Linked DNA regions of Mus musculus: all the other regions are linked to region 1. Evidence: chromatin contacts called from public Hi-C data. All regions are on one chromosome and are shown on one strand. Each heading gives the region's core, a stretch centred on a gene start, on an enhancer-like site or on the middle of the called end of the contact. The rest is flanking DNA. Distances are from core to core; before and after follow the strand shown.

Region 1 (3,939 bases), core at 531-3,030:
CTAACAACAACATAGATCTTGAAAGCATTACTTAATTCTCAGGTTTTATTTTTTGGGTTATTCATGCTTAGATTTTATATGTGCTGAACAATAAACTGATAGCTGAAATAATAGTTTCTTTTTTTTTAACTTTAATGGTTCTTAACTCTTAATACTCTAAATATATGGCTATATTCTTACTACACATCATTAGAAAATGGAATGAAGAAACAGAAAGTAGGGAGGTGTGAGAATGATGGGAGATTGGAGAGAGGGTGGGGTGTGGAGAGAGAGACCATGACTTTTCCCAAATGTTACATGAATATTTTTATTGCATGCTATCCACAACTTTCATTTCAAGCTTTCCTGAGCTAAATGGAATTCAGTAAATGATTCTAAACATTGATTGTCTCTCATTGATAAAATTTGATTTTTAAAAAGATTTATTTTCATTTTGTTTATGAGAGAGAGAGAGAGAGAGAGAGAGAGAAGGGGAGAGGGAGAGAAATAGAGAGAGGGGAAAGAGAGAGAGAGAGAGAGAGAGAGAGAGAGAGCGAGCGAGAGAGGAGAGAGACCAAGACAGATCTAGAGGCACAGAGGCATGTGTGTGAGTACCCATGGAGACCAGCAGAGGGCATTAGATCCCTTGAAGCTGGAGTTACAGGTGGCTGTAAGATGCCTTACTTAAGTCTTGGGAACTAAAGTTAGGTCTTATGGAAGAGAAAAACGTATTTAGCCACTATACTTTCTCTCCAGCCCAATAGAGTGTGTTTTCATTTCACCATTCTAAGAACTCCTAGCAAACTAAAGTTCTTTTCTTACTCACATAATTTTTCTCTTCCTTAAGAAGAGAGGCCCATTGAACTTGCAAACTTTATATGCCCCAGTACAGGGGAACGCCAGGGCCAAAAAGGGGGAGTGGGTGGGTAGGGGAGTAGGGGGGGTGGGTATGGGGGACTTTTGGGATAGCATTGGAAATGTAAATGAGGAAAATACCTAATTAAAAAAAAGATTAAGTGAGAAAAAAAAAGAATGTGTGTCTCATTTTATCTTTCATAAGAATGTAGCTGTGGGATGGAGAACAGTCAAATAATATTGGCAAAAGGGGGGCACTGACTAATCAGAGATAAATGAAAATTAACCTACTTTCTAACCCAAGAAAGACAGGAGCAAGTATGAGAACTCTAAAGAAGTAATGCCTCTATCTCTGTTTTCCTAAAATACAATGTGGAAAAAGATATGTGATAGTTAGGGTTGATGGTCATCTTGAGAGGCTCTGGAATCACGCAGAAGCCAACCTCCAGGAACCCAGGAGATCCTGTGTAGGAGGGAAGCAGTGCGGTACCATTTGAGTACTTAACATAGAGAGGAGGAAGCTAGCTGAGCAGGAAGAACCATTACTCTCTCCTTCCTCTCTGCAGATGCAATCTGACCAACTGACTCAAACTCCCAGCCCTGGGACATGTATTCCACACTGCCTGATGACAGTGTCCTCAGAGTGCTAGCCCAATTCATGTCTTTCTTCTTTAAGTTATTTTTCTCAGGGTATTTTACTACAGTGACAGAAAATATAACTAAGACAAGGAGTTACTATCCTTAGCAATTCTGAAATTTAAAAACAACCACTAGTCCTCATCTTTTATATTTAATATATTGAAATATGATTATTATTGATATTTTTCATCTTATGTAGTCAAAGGCACAAAGGAAATCTTTCTTCCAACATTGCAAGATAAACACCTGCAGAATGCATGAAGATCCTGCAATATCAGCAGAGGGCAGCAGAAAGCTTTTTCACTTGTTTGCTGCACAGCTGCCTTTATTTCTGCCGTTTTAACTTTGTGTATACAGCAGTCATTGAGTTGTTGAGCTGAATACGCGCAGAAGTGCATGGAATCTGTTTGATCTAAGTCCCCTCCTCTTCCCCGTAAGTTCTGCAGTAGCACACCGTGTTACAAGAGAAACATTCGCACGTTTAAAGCTTATTTGGTATAAACTATGAAATACCAAAAGGAAGCAGCCTTGCCTTTGGAGCTGCTTGCATTCTTAACATGGGAAACTCAAGTTTATGGGAACCATTCTCAGATCAGATAAGACGTGACTTTTTCCAGGATTCTTCTTTAGTGACTTTGCATTTACCAGTATGTGTATGTGCTAGACTAAGCCTGTTCCTGTTTAAAAAAAAAAAAGAATAGAAGTTTTACTTTCTCTAATGTCTATTTATCATACTTGTTCAAATATTCATGAGAAATATATGTTCCAGATAGAAAAAAAATTAGGTGTGTAAAAGATTTAGTTTTAATATTTCTCAAGTCATTCAACACTATGCTGTCTTTTATGACTGTAAAAGTAATTCTCATTGTCTTTTTTTTTATAAATGTCAGATAGAAAATTACATCTTGTATATTATAGAAAACGGCACTATTATTTCTTACTGTGTCATTTAACTCTCATCAAATCTATTGAATTCAACGAATGATGGCATTTTGGTTAGGATAAAGACTTTATGATGTTCTAGGATTGCTGCAGAGAGAGCACTGAATTAATTATTTGAAAATCTGTAACATGAGTGAGGGCAATGTTCAGCTGACCAGACAGCATGGGGTTTGGGTTCAGATGGCCAGCATCCACATTAGAGTAGGACATGAAAGAATGTGTCTGTAACTCCAGGGCTGAGGGAGCAGAGACAAGATGATACACTGAGCTCAGTGGCCAGCCATCCTGAGTGAACTGCTGAGTTGTGGCTCAGAGGATACCATAGACGACATCATAGTTTACCAAGGACAACATCCTCTAGCCTTTGTATCCACTGAGTCAAGCATATACATGCGAGTGCATCTGGATTTTCAGGTGCATAATCAGAAACTGAGTTGAATATCCACATTTTTCCCTGCTTCTTCACCATGGATCTAACGAGTCACCTCAAGCTCCAGCTACCTTGACTGTCCAGCCATGATGGATTATACCCTCAAACTCAGAGCCTAAATAAACATTTTTTTCCTTGAGTTGCTTTGATCATTTACTTTGTCCTGGTAATGAGAAAAGTATTTAAAAGAGCTGCCATCCTTAACAAACTTACTTTATTGTATTGAGTTATCAGTTTTTCCTTCAAAAATTAAAGTGGGCCTACTGATTACTAGTGTAGACAGCCTGTCCATACCTTAGGACACGGGACATGGGGACAGCAACCATTTATGTTGGTATTAGTGCTATGGTGATAAACAGCTAGGTAACAAAATGTAGCAGATGCTGCAGGGATGGAAAGTGATTTGTAGCAGGTAGCAAAAACAAGCAAGGATACACATCCAACCACACTGTTCTTGTCCATCTATTCAAAGGAACATTTAATTCCGAGCCAGTACATCTAATTTATATTCTCATTTTTAAAACAATCATTTGTTACTCTGAACCCCAGTTTTGCAATTGTCATTTTCTATGCAGAGTTTATCATTATTCCTCATCAGACTGTTAGTGTCTATGAGTTCCATGGTAATGGAACCTTTTTTGTTTCTGAATGGTAGCTTGTGTGATTGTTTTTACTCTCATAGTCAATCTAACTAGATGCAAATCCATTTTATAATCTTTTCAAAGAACAGTTTTTTATTGATTATCTCTATTATATTTATGTTAATTTTATTGACATCTGCTTTAATTTTGCATTTAAAATCTGTTTGCTTTGGGCTTCATATGTTTGTCCTCTAGATTTCTGAAGTGGAAGACCAACCTGGCAGTTTCAGCTTTTCTCTTTTTTTCTAGAACAGCATGTCCATTCTGTATTACCAACTGCCCGCAACACGCTGCTCTTGCTGCACCCCACCAAGGCTGATGGACTGCCATTCTTCTCTAGTTAGGCTTTGGGGCCAGAGAGTAGCTGGCAATAGTGTGGGTTATTTTCTAATAATACCTGCAACACTCCATGAGTCTTGTCTCAACACACAAGTATGACTTAGCAAAATTCCA
Region 2 (3,939 bases), core at 549-3,048, 360 kb after region 1:
GTGGCATTCACCACTGTAAAATACCTCACAATATTATTTTACAAATATCCTTCCCTTAAGGATACAGACTTAGAAATATAACCTTGGCATAAAATTGCCTGCTTTAGAGGATCTGTTATAAGTGTCTTTTAAGAAGTATCTATATGGCTTAGCTCCAATAACTATGAAAATACTTTATATTCTTGCAAAAAAAGTTTTATTCTGGCACATTACATTACAGTAATGGCAAAGATTTCCCATTGCTTTTAGGCTTCTATAAGGCAAAGACAGGTAGCACTTGCAAGAGGAAACATGTCCAACTCATGGACAGAAGCTAAAGCTACAAATAAAAGACCTTTAGAAAAACACTCTCAGTGACCCAAACTTTATGTTTTAAAATCAGTAAAAGAGCATGAAGAAAAGACATTAGTGCTTTAGCAAGACTGATATGATCGAGCTCATCCTTTGCATGGAACAAGAAGCTCCTCTCACAGTGAAAGAGAAAAAAAAAGGAAGTTTCTTCCACAAGGGGAATTGTAAGATTTACCAGGCATTTCTTTTCTTTCTTTCTTTCTTTTAAATTAGATATTTTCTTCATTTACATTTCAAACGCTATCCCCTTTCCTAGTTTCCTCTCTGAAAGTCCCCTATACCCTCTTCCTACCCTGCTTCCCAACCCACCTACTCCTGCTTCAAGGTCCTGGCATTCCCCTGTACTGGGACATATAATCTTCGCAAGACCAAGCGACTTTCCTCCCATTAGCAGGCATTTCTGTACAGCAGGTCTCTTACTGAGGCATCTTTCTTCACAATCAGATCCTGAGATTCTCAGACTTGGGAAGAGAGCAGGAAGGTCATAGTACCAACACTAACTTGGACTTTGTCCTCTCTCTCTCTCTCTCTCTCTCTCTCTCTCTCTCTCTCTCTCTCTCTCTCTCTCCCTCTGTGTGTGTGTGTGTTTGTGTGTGTGTGTGTGTGTGTGTGTGTGTGTGTGTGTGTGTGTGTGTGTGTCTTTGCACCATATAAGTGTTCACATGTGTAGCCACATGTATGGAAGTGCGGTGGGTGCATATAGATATATTTATGTGAGTGTGGAAATAAGAGTTTGACACAAGATATCTTCCTCAATAGCACTCCATCTTATTTTTTAAGACAGGGTCTCTCACTGATTCTGGCTAGACTGGGTCCTAGCACTGGGTTTTTACCATCTCACTGCCATGGCCCACTTTTCTGTGGACCTTGAGATGTAACTCAGGTCCTTATGCTTGCACAATGTGAACTACTTTACTGCACTGCCTTCCTCACACTTTAGAGGTTGCCTTTTCTTTTAGAGATTTCAGATTCATATCAAAAGGACTTTTCTTTTGGTGTATGGCAACAAAACTGGGGTCAGACATCTGGGTCACAATCACTAACCATGTCCTATTGTAATCAGTCCCATACTGTCACATGTCAGGTGAATATGGTGTGTGCAGAATATGGGAAATGTTGGGCCAGGAAGGAGCCTGCACTAAGTATCTTCTCTGACAATCTTCTATTACTGAACAATGGATACAGAAGTTGTCTTAAATGTCAGCTGTGAGCTTAGATCTTCAGGCTTTAGAAATGACCATGAGGTTGTTGTAACTGGGCCAAGACTGGTGTGACCACTTGAAGCATGCTAATACCTCTCTTTGTCTTCAACCAACAGACAGTGGAGCTGGTACTTATTCAAGAAAGTGTTATGTGAGGAACAAAGTCTTTTTTACTGTCCTTGTGAGTGAGTCATTGAAAAGAAGTTTTGTGTAATGAGTCAGGCAAGACTAAGAGGTGATGCATCTCTTCATAATTCCCCAACTCTTTTAAAAATATGTCATTTTCTTTACTGATGCTGCACATAAGCAGGTAACCAGAATGTATTAATATATGTGGAGGGGAGGAAGAAAGTTGCAAATGGATGTCTGCGATGGTGAGTCATGGTGTGGCTAATACAGGGTATATTATGTTCTTTTCCTCTTTAGATGGACACTAATGGCAGAAGAACCATCTGCCTCTTTGATGCTAACTGTCCTAAATCTAAAAGGAGCTGTTTATTTAAAATAAAGACCATCATCCTGAGATCATAATAATCAGAGTGTGGGATGGCTGGATCCTAGGCAAGAAACATAAAAAGATCTCTATAACATTCAGAGATGTACATGACATCTGTGCTTTTTTTTTTTTTTTTTTTTTTTGCAGATTTAAATTATATAGTCAGACTTGGCTTCAAATTCCAGCTCCAAAACTAGGTACAATGTGGTCTTAAAAATTACATAACTGTTCTAACTTTGATTTTACCATCAGCAAAGTGATTCTGCTAGTGTCCCCTCAGTACTGTGGGGTAAAGTGCACTGGAGTGGCCAGCAATAGTCTAGTAGACAGTCAATGAATTTCCTGCCATGTCAGTAAAATTTTCAACATTATTAAGCTAACCACAATGTATTCACTGAAGGATGTGTGAGTATATAATCCCTTTTTTAAAAATCCTCATCCTGAGAAGGATGAAACATTTGAATGTGTTTTACTTCCTGAACTCCATGAAAACTAGAGAGCTAACATATTTTAGATAGTCTATTCAGCCTGAGCCTTTATCTTAATTTGACTATTACTAGTATTACTAGCTGCATTGCTTCAGAGAAAGTGCTAGATTTTTTTTCCATTTTTAATTAGGTATTTAGCTCATTTACATTTCCAATGCTATACCAAAAGTCCCCCATACCCACCCACCCCCACTCCCCTACCCACCCACTCCCCCTTTTTGGCCCTGGCATTCCCCTGTACTGGGGCATATAAAGTTTGCGTGTCCAATGGGCCTCTCTTTCCAGTGATGGCCGACTAGGCCATCTTTTGATACATATGCAGCTAGAGTCAAGAGCTCCGGGGTACTGGTTAGTTCATAATGTTGTTCCACCTATAGGGTTGCAGATCCCTTTAGATCCTTGGCTACTTTCTCTAGCTCCTCCATTGGAAACCCTGTGATCCATCCATTAGCTGACTGTGAGCATCCACTTCTGTGTTTGCTAGGCCCCGGCATAGTCTCACAAGAGACAGCTACATCTGGGTCCTTTCGATAATATCTTGCTAGTATATGCAATGGTATCAGCATTTGGATGCTGATTATGGGATGGATCCCTGGATATGGCAGTCTCTACATGGTCCATCCTTTCATCTCAGCTCCAAACTTTGTCTTTGTAACTCCTTCCATGGGTGTTTTGTTCCCAATTCTAAGGAGGGGCATAGTGTCCACACTTCAGTCTTCATTTTTCTTGAGTTTCATGTGTTTAGGAAATTGTATCTTATATCTTGGGTATCCTAGGTTTGGGGCTAATATCCACTTATCAGTGAGTACATATTGTGTGAGTTCCTTTGTGAATGTGTTACCTCACTCAGGATGATGCCCTCCAGGTCCATCCATTTGGCTAGGAATTTCATAAATTCATTCTTTTTAATAGCTGAGTAGTACTCCATTGTGTAGATGTACCACATTTTCTGTATCCATTCCTCTGTTGAGGGGCATCTGGGTTCTTTCCAGCTTCTGGCTATTATAAATAAGGCTGCTATGAACATAGTGGAGCATGTGTCCTTCTTACCAGTTGGGGCATCTTCTGGATATATGCCCAGGAGAGGTATAGCTGGATCCTCCAGTAGTACTATGTCCAATTTTCTGAGGAATTGCCAGACTGATTTCCAGAGTGGTTGTACAAGCCTGCAATCCCACCAACAATGGAGGAGTGTTCCTCTTTCTCCACATCCACGCCATCATCTGCTGTCACCTGAATTTTTGATCTTAGCCATTCTGACTGGTGTGAGGTGGAATCTCAGGGTTGTTTTGATTTGCATTTCCCTGATGATTAAGGATGTTGAACATTTTTTCAGGTGCTTCTCTGCCATTCGGTATTCCTCAGGTGAGAATTCTTTGTTCAGTTCTGAGCCCCATTTTTT
Region 3 (3,939 bases), core at 520-3,019, 300 kb after region 1:
AATGTCTACTTCAGAAGTAGGACATTCTCACTATGTAACCATCACACACTCTATCTCTATAATCAATAGGTTAATCCACTGGCAGGTGTTTGATAGGGTAGATACATCAAACATTGTATAGAAACATGAAAGTCGGGCTTTCCTAGATGTGGCAGACAGCACTGGAGTTTGTCATTGCACTCCAGTTACTGACTCCAGCAGGAAAGCCTCATGAAGCTAGAACCTGCTGGATTTACTCCTGCTTGCCAAAGACTGGAAACCATTATTCCCTGTTTTTTGTTTGTTTGTTTGTTTGTTTGTTTTTCTAATTGAAAGCAGCAAGATAATTTCCATATGTGCATAGCTTTTCTATATCGCCATGCAATACTCTATATTCTTCTACCCAGGCACTATCCAGGAGGAACTTCCAAAGGGCCTTTTTTTTTCCCTGTTTTAACTATGTTTCCATCATTAAAATTGGATTCAATTTAAACATCGAAATGACCATTGTTTTCTACTTAGACAATATTTTTCCTAACATTAGATAGAGCTGAAAACATAGTTTGTTTGCAAGTTCCCATCAGGAAACCTGAGCTCTCCACATATTTTTTCTTATTTCTGGGACCATAACATCTACATAGGTATGAAATGATGGTTTATTACTTTGGAATTGGTAAAAGCAAATAGAAATATCCATGACGTTTTTATCAAAGGGGGGTATTTTTTTCTAGACCTTTCTCATTCTCATTGTCTTGTTTTACAAGAAAAACATTGGCCTTTTTCACTCATCTCCAGTCAGAACTGTCTTTACAAATGGGCAGTAAAATGTGATTTGGAAATAAATGAAACACAATTCACTGACCACTTGGGATACCTGATAAATGTTTGGATAAATTGGCTTCTGGCGATTTAAAAACTCTATAACAGAGAACAAATCATTAAACTTTTATGAAAGTGATACTGATCCAACCCCCGCTACCATTTGTAGATACATCGTTATATTTATCTTTTGGTTACTAGTCAATGCAGAGTACCTTAAAGTCAACAACATAGCATCCTTATAGAGAATACTAGGAGAAAATTTTTCAAAACAATCCATTTACCCACTTAATTCTTAGGAAATCACTAAAGCCTTATCTTTGTCTTACAACAGTCTACTAGCTCCAGTATTATCACAACCTAAGGAAGGAAGTACATACTCTTATATAATTCATACTTGACAAATGTAGGCTATTTTTAAAATGTTGGTGATAAAAATGTTAGAATGAGGGCTGAAGAGGTGTCTCAGTGGGAAAGGATTTATAATGCACATGTGAGTACCTGATCTCAGTTTTTAGCAATCACCTAAAAGAAATCACGCTGGGTGGTATATGCCTGTAGTCCCACTACTACGAACCAGAGCAGAACCCAAAGACTTGAGCTGCCCAGGCCAATCAACAGTCTCCAAATGCAGTGAGGCATACACCTTACTAATAAGATTGAGAGGGTCTTAGGCAAACACCTTTTGTTGCCCTCTGACCACTGGCAACAAAGATGTACACATGCACACAAGCAATAAATGGAAAGAAAAAAACCCAATCCATAGAACTCTTCTATGCATTAAATTCCCATAAGTAAATGCTATGCCTTGGAATAGGAGTCGGTCTAATAGTACCTGGTAAGTCTCTGTACCCTGCTTTCTGGTGTGTACTGTCCAGCTTAGAGTTAAATGGCTCAAGCGAAGAGGACCCAATGGGCATCCCTGGCATAGCTCCCTGCCTTGTAATTGTCTCTCATACTTCGCCTGTGCTTCCCTTTGCTCAATCTGTCATCATTCCTCATTAAGACAGCGCCACCAGCTATAATAAGAACAAGAAGGCTGCTTGGTGGCTTCTGATGTTAATCTAAGCATTTCCACATTGTCAAAGCTTTCACGGTTTCTCAGAACAAACGCTTGAACGCACTTTCAAACATTTCAGGGACTGAAAATATAAAGGCATCCAATGGTTAGCTGACCCCAATTTAATTTCCCCCTCTGTCTTTAATAAAGAAGAGATTGTCTGAAGTCTATGACTCTGGGTGCCTGCAAATGTTTTAAATGCTTAACTCAAGGCCTGACACATTGATTTTTCTCAGAGCCAATAATCTACTAAAAAGTCATTCTTTATTTTGATTTGACAGAGACTATACTTTCATGTTATAACCAGCTTATGTGACCCACATCAGTCATAATCTAAACGCTGATTCTATCATGCAGGACATCGGAAAATGGAAGCTCACCACAGTCCACAGGAGACAAAGCCCTTGATTCATGGTGTAGAAATGTCAAGGTGTTATTGGTTGCTATCTATAATTTGCCTCTTTGAGCCTACTAACAGGAAGACCTCTGGAACTCATTGAGGTTGGCATCTTGAATGGTTCTTTGTCAGTGTACCGGACGACTTTGGAAACATCACTGCCAATCTGTTAGAAGTTGTCTAATTCCTCTGAAAATACCTGTGTCTACACAACATCATTTGGGTTTCTCCCAACAGAGAAAATATATGCTATGCAGAAAAAAGAAAACCATTCTGCAACCTCTGTGTTCCTTTCATTAAAGATTCGATCTTTTTCTTCATATAATGGCTCCCCCCTGAGCAATAAAACAATCCACAGTTTCAAGGCTTTTTGTACCACTTCTCTTCCCTGCCTTCCCAGAAGTCCTAGAGATAATTGTCATGTACAGGAAGAGCAAGGTTTCTTTGCTACATTTTTAAGCTGTGTTACTTAAATTAGTTAATTTATGATAATAAAATTTCTGATGAAATTAAAGTTACTTCTGTGTGTTATAGTCTCCAGTTAAAAAGAAGTTGGAAACTGAGTTGCTGTCAGGTTTTTTTTTTTCTTTCTAGAATGTATTATTTTTGCCTTGCATGTTCTCACTCTAGTTTTGTTTCAGGAAAAATCCAAACTGAGCTGGTTTCCTGGAGAAAGTCTTTCCCCAAAGTTCCACAGATACATTGCCTTAACACTTCAGCAACTCCTCCCCAACTCAGGGTCCATTTCACTCCTGCTACTGCAGAAAGTAGGACTTTAATTTGGTATGTCAGTCATTTTGCTATTTCAGTCCTCGACAAAACATCTCAAGAACTGCAAATGTTCAACAAAATGAATTAATATAAACTCCATCTAGACAACACATATTCAATCAATATTTCAGGAAAATTGCCAAAGGATTTAAATAATTTGGTTCAATCATCCATTACTAAAATAAATAAATTCCCTAATCAAACAAGTATTTGTATCATTCTAGTTTGTTGTCTTTATTTAATGCTTTGTGATGACAACAGTTGATCATTAACTACATTATCACTGCTCTTACATTCTGGGTACCTCATACTTAAACCAATTTTATGATGGAGTGTTCATTGAGTCATTTGTTAATTTGTATGGATTTTAACTCATAGGTTTTTCTGGATAAATATTAACTCATTTTGCATTACATTTCTCTATGTGAATGTGTAGTGATAAGGACCAAAGCACCAGCCTTTCATAAACTAGGCATGAGCTATACCACTGAAACACACGACACAGCTGTAAATTGTTAGTTGATGGCTCAGGCTACCCTTGAATTGTGTAATCCAAGAAGATCTATGGAGGTTCTTTTACTCCCACATATGATGATATGTATCATCATATCAAGTCTAATTGTATTTTAATATCGTAAATTAATTGATTATTTGAGAATTCCATACATACACACAATCCATGTATTTTGATCGTATTCATTCCCTACTCTCTGTACCTCTCTCCAACTTCATCAATATCCACACCCACTTCACCATTCACCTTCAACATAGTATCCTCTTTTTGATAATCACATTAAAACCCCACCAAATCCAATTTGTGCTGTCAGTATACTCTTGGATACTGAGAGTATGGGGGATCTACCTCGGGACACAACCTTAAAGAAAACTCACACTCTTGCATCCAGAAGGCACT

The links. Hi-C and Micro-C count contacts between places; a contact is called where the count stands out from the background.
Region 2: a Hi-C map of cortical neurons shows a contact between it and region 1, with 2.4 times the contacts expected there. The contact joins two enhancer-like sites. A contact is called at or near these places in 4 of 484 Hi-C or Micro-C datasets (cerebral cortex and cortical neurons).
Region 3: a Hi-C map of cortical neurons shows a contact between it and region 1, with 3 times the contacts expected there. The contact joins two enhancer-like sites. A contact is called at or near these places in 4 of 484 Hi-C or Micro-C datasets (cerebral cortex, cortical neurons and forebrain).

Annotation. Positions count from the first base shown.
Region 1 is chr2:8,636,157-8,640,095 of GRCm38.p6, reverse strand. No RefSeq gene overlaps it. Among named protein-coding and RNA genes, the nearest start is that of Gm30904, 290 kb to the right of the region's middle. Within about 2 kb of position 1,780, at least 5 of the 459 cell types and tissues checked have an H3K27ac peak or open chromatin away from gene starts, as enhancers often do. A contact at or near this core is called in cortical neurons, where this site is marked.
Region 2 is chr2:8,274,325-8,278,263 of GRCm38.p6, reverse strand. No RefSeq gene overlaps it. Among named protein-coding and RNA genes, the nearest start is that of Gm30904, 69 kb to the left of the region's middle. Within about 2 kb of position 1,798, at least 10 of the 459 cell types and tissues checked have an H3K27ac peak or open chromatin away from gene starts, as enhancers often do. A contact at or near this core is called in cortical neurons, where this site is marked.
Region 3 is chr2:8,336,336-8,340,274 of GRCm38.p6, reverse strand. It overlaps Gm30904 (a long non-coding RNA gene), which reads left to right. Exons shown (of 3, transcript XR_373985.2): 3 at 2,216-2,773. Among named protein-coding and RNA genes, the nearest start is that of Gm30904, 7.0 kb to the left of the region's middle. Within about 2 kb of position 1,769, at least 6 of the 459 cell types and tissues checked have an H3K27ac peak or open chromatin away from gene starts, as enhancers often do. A contact at or near this core is called in cortical neurons, where this site is marked.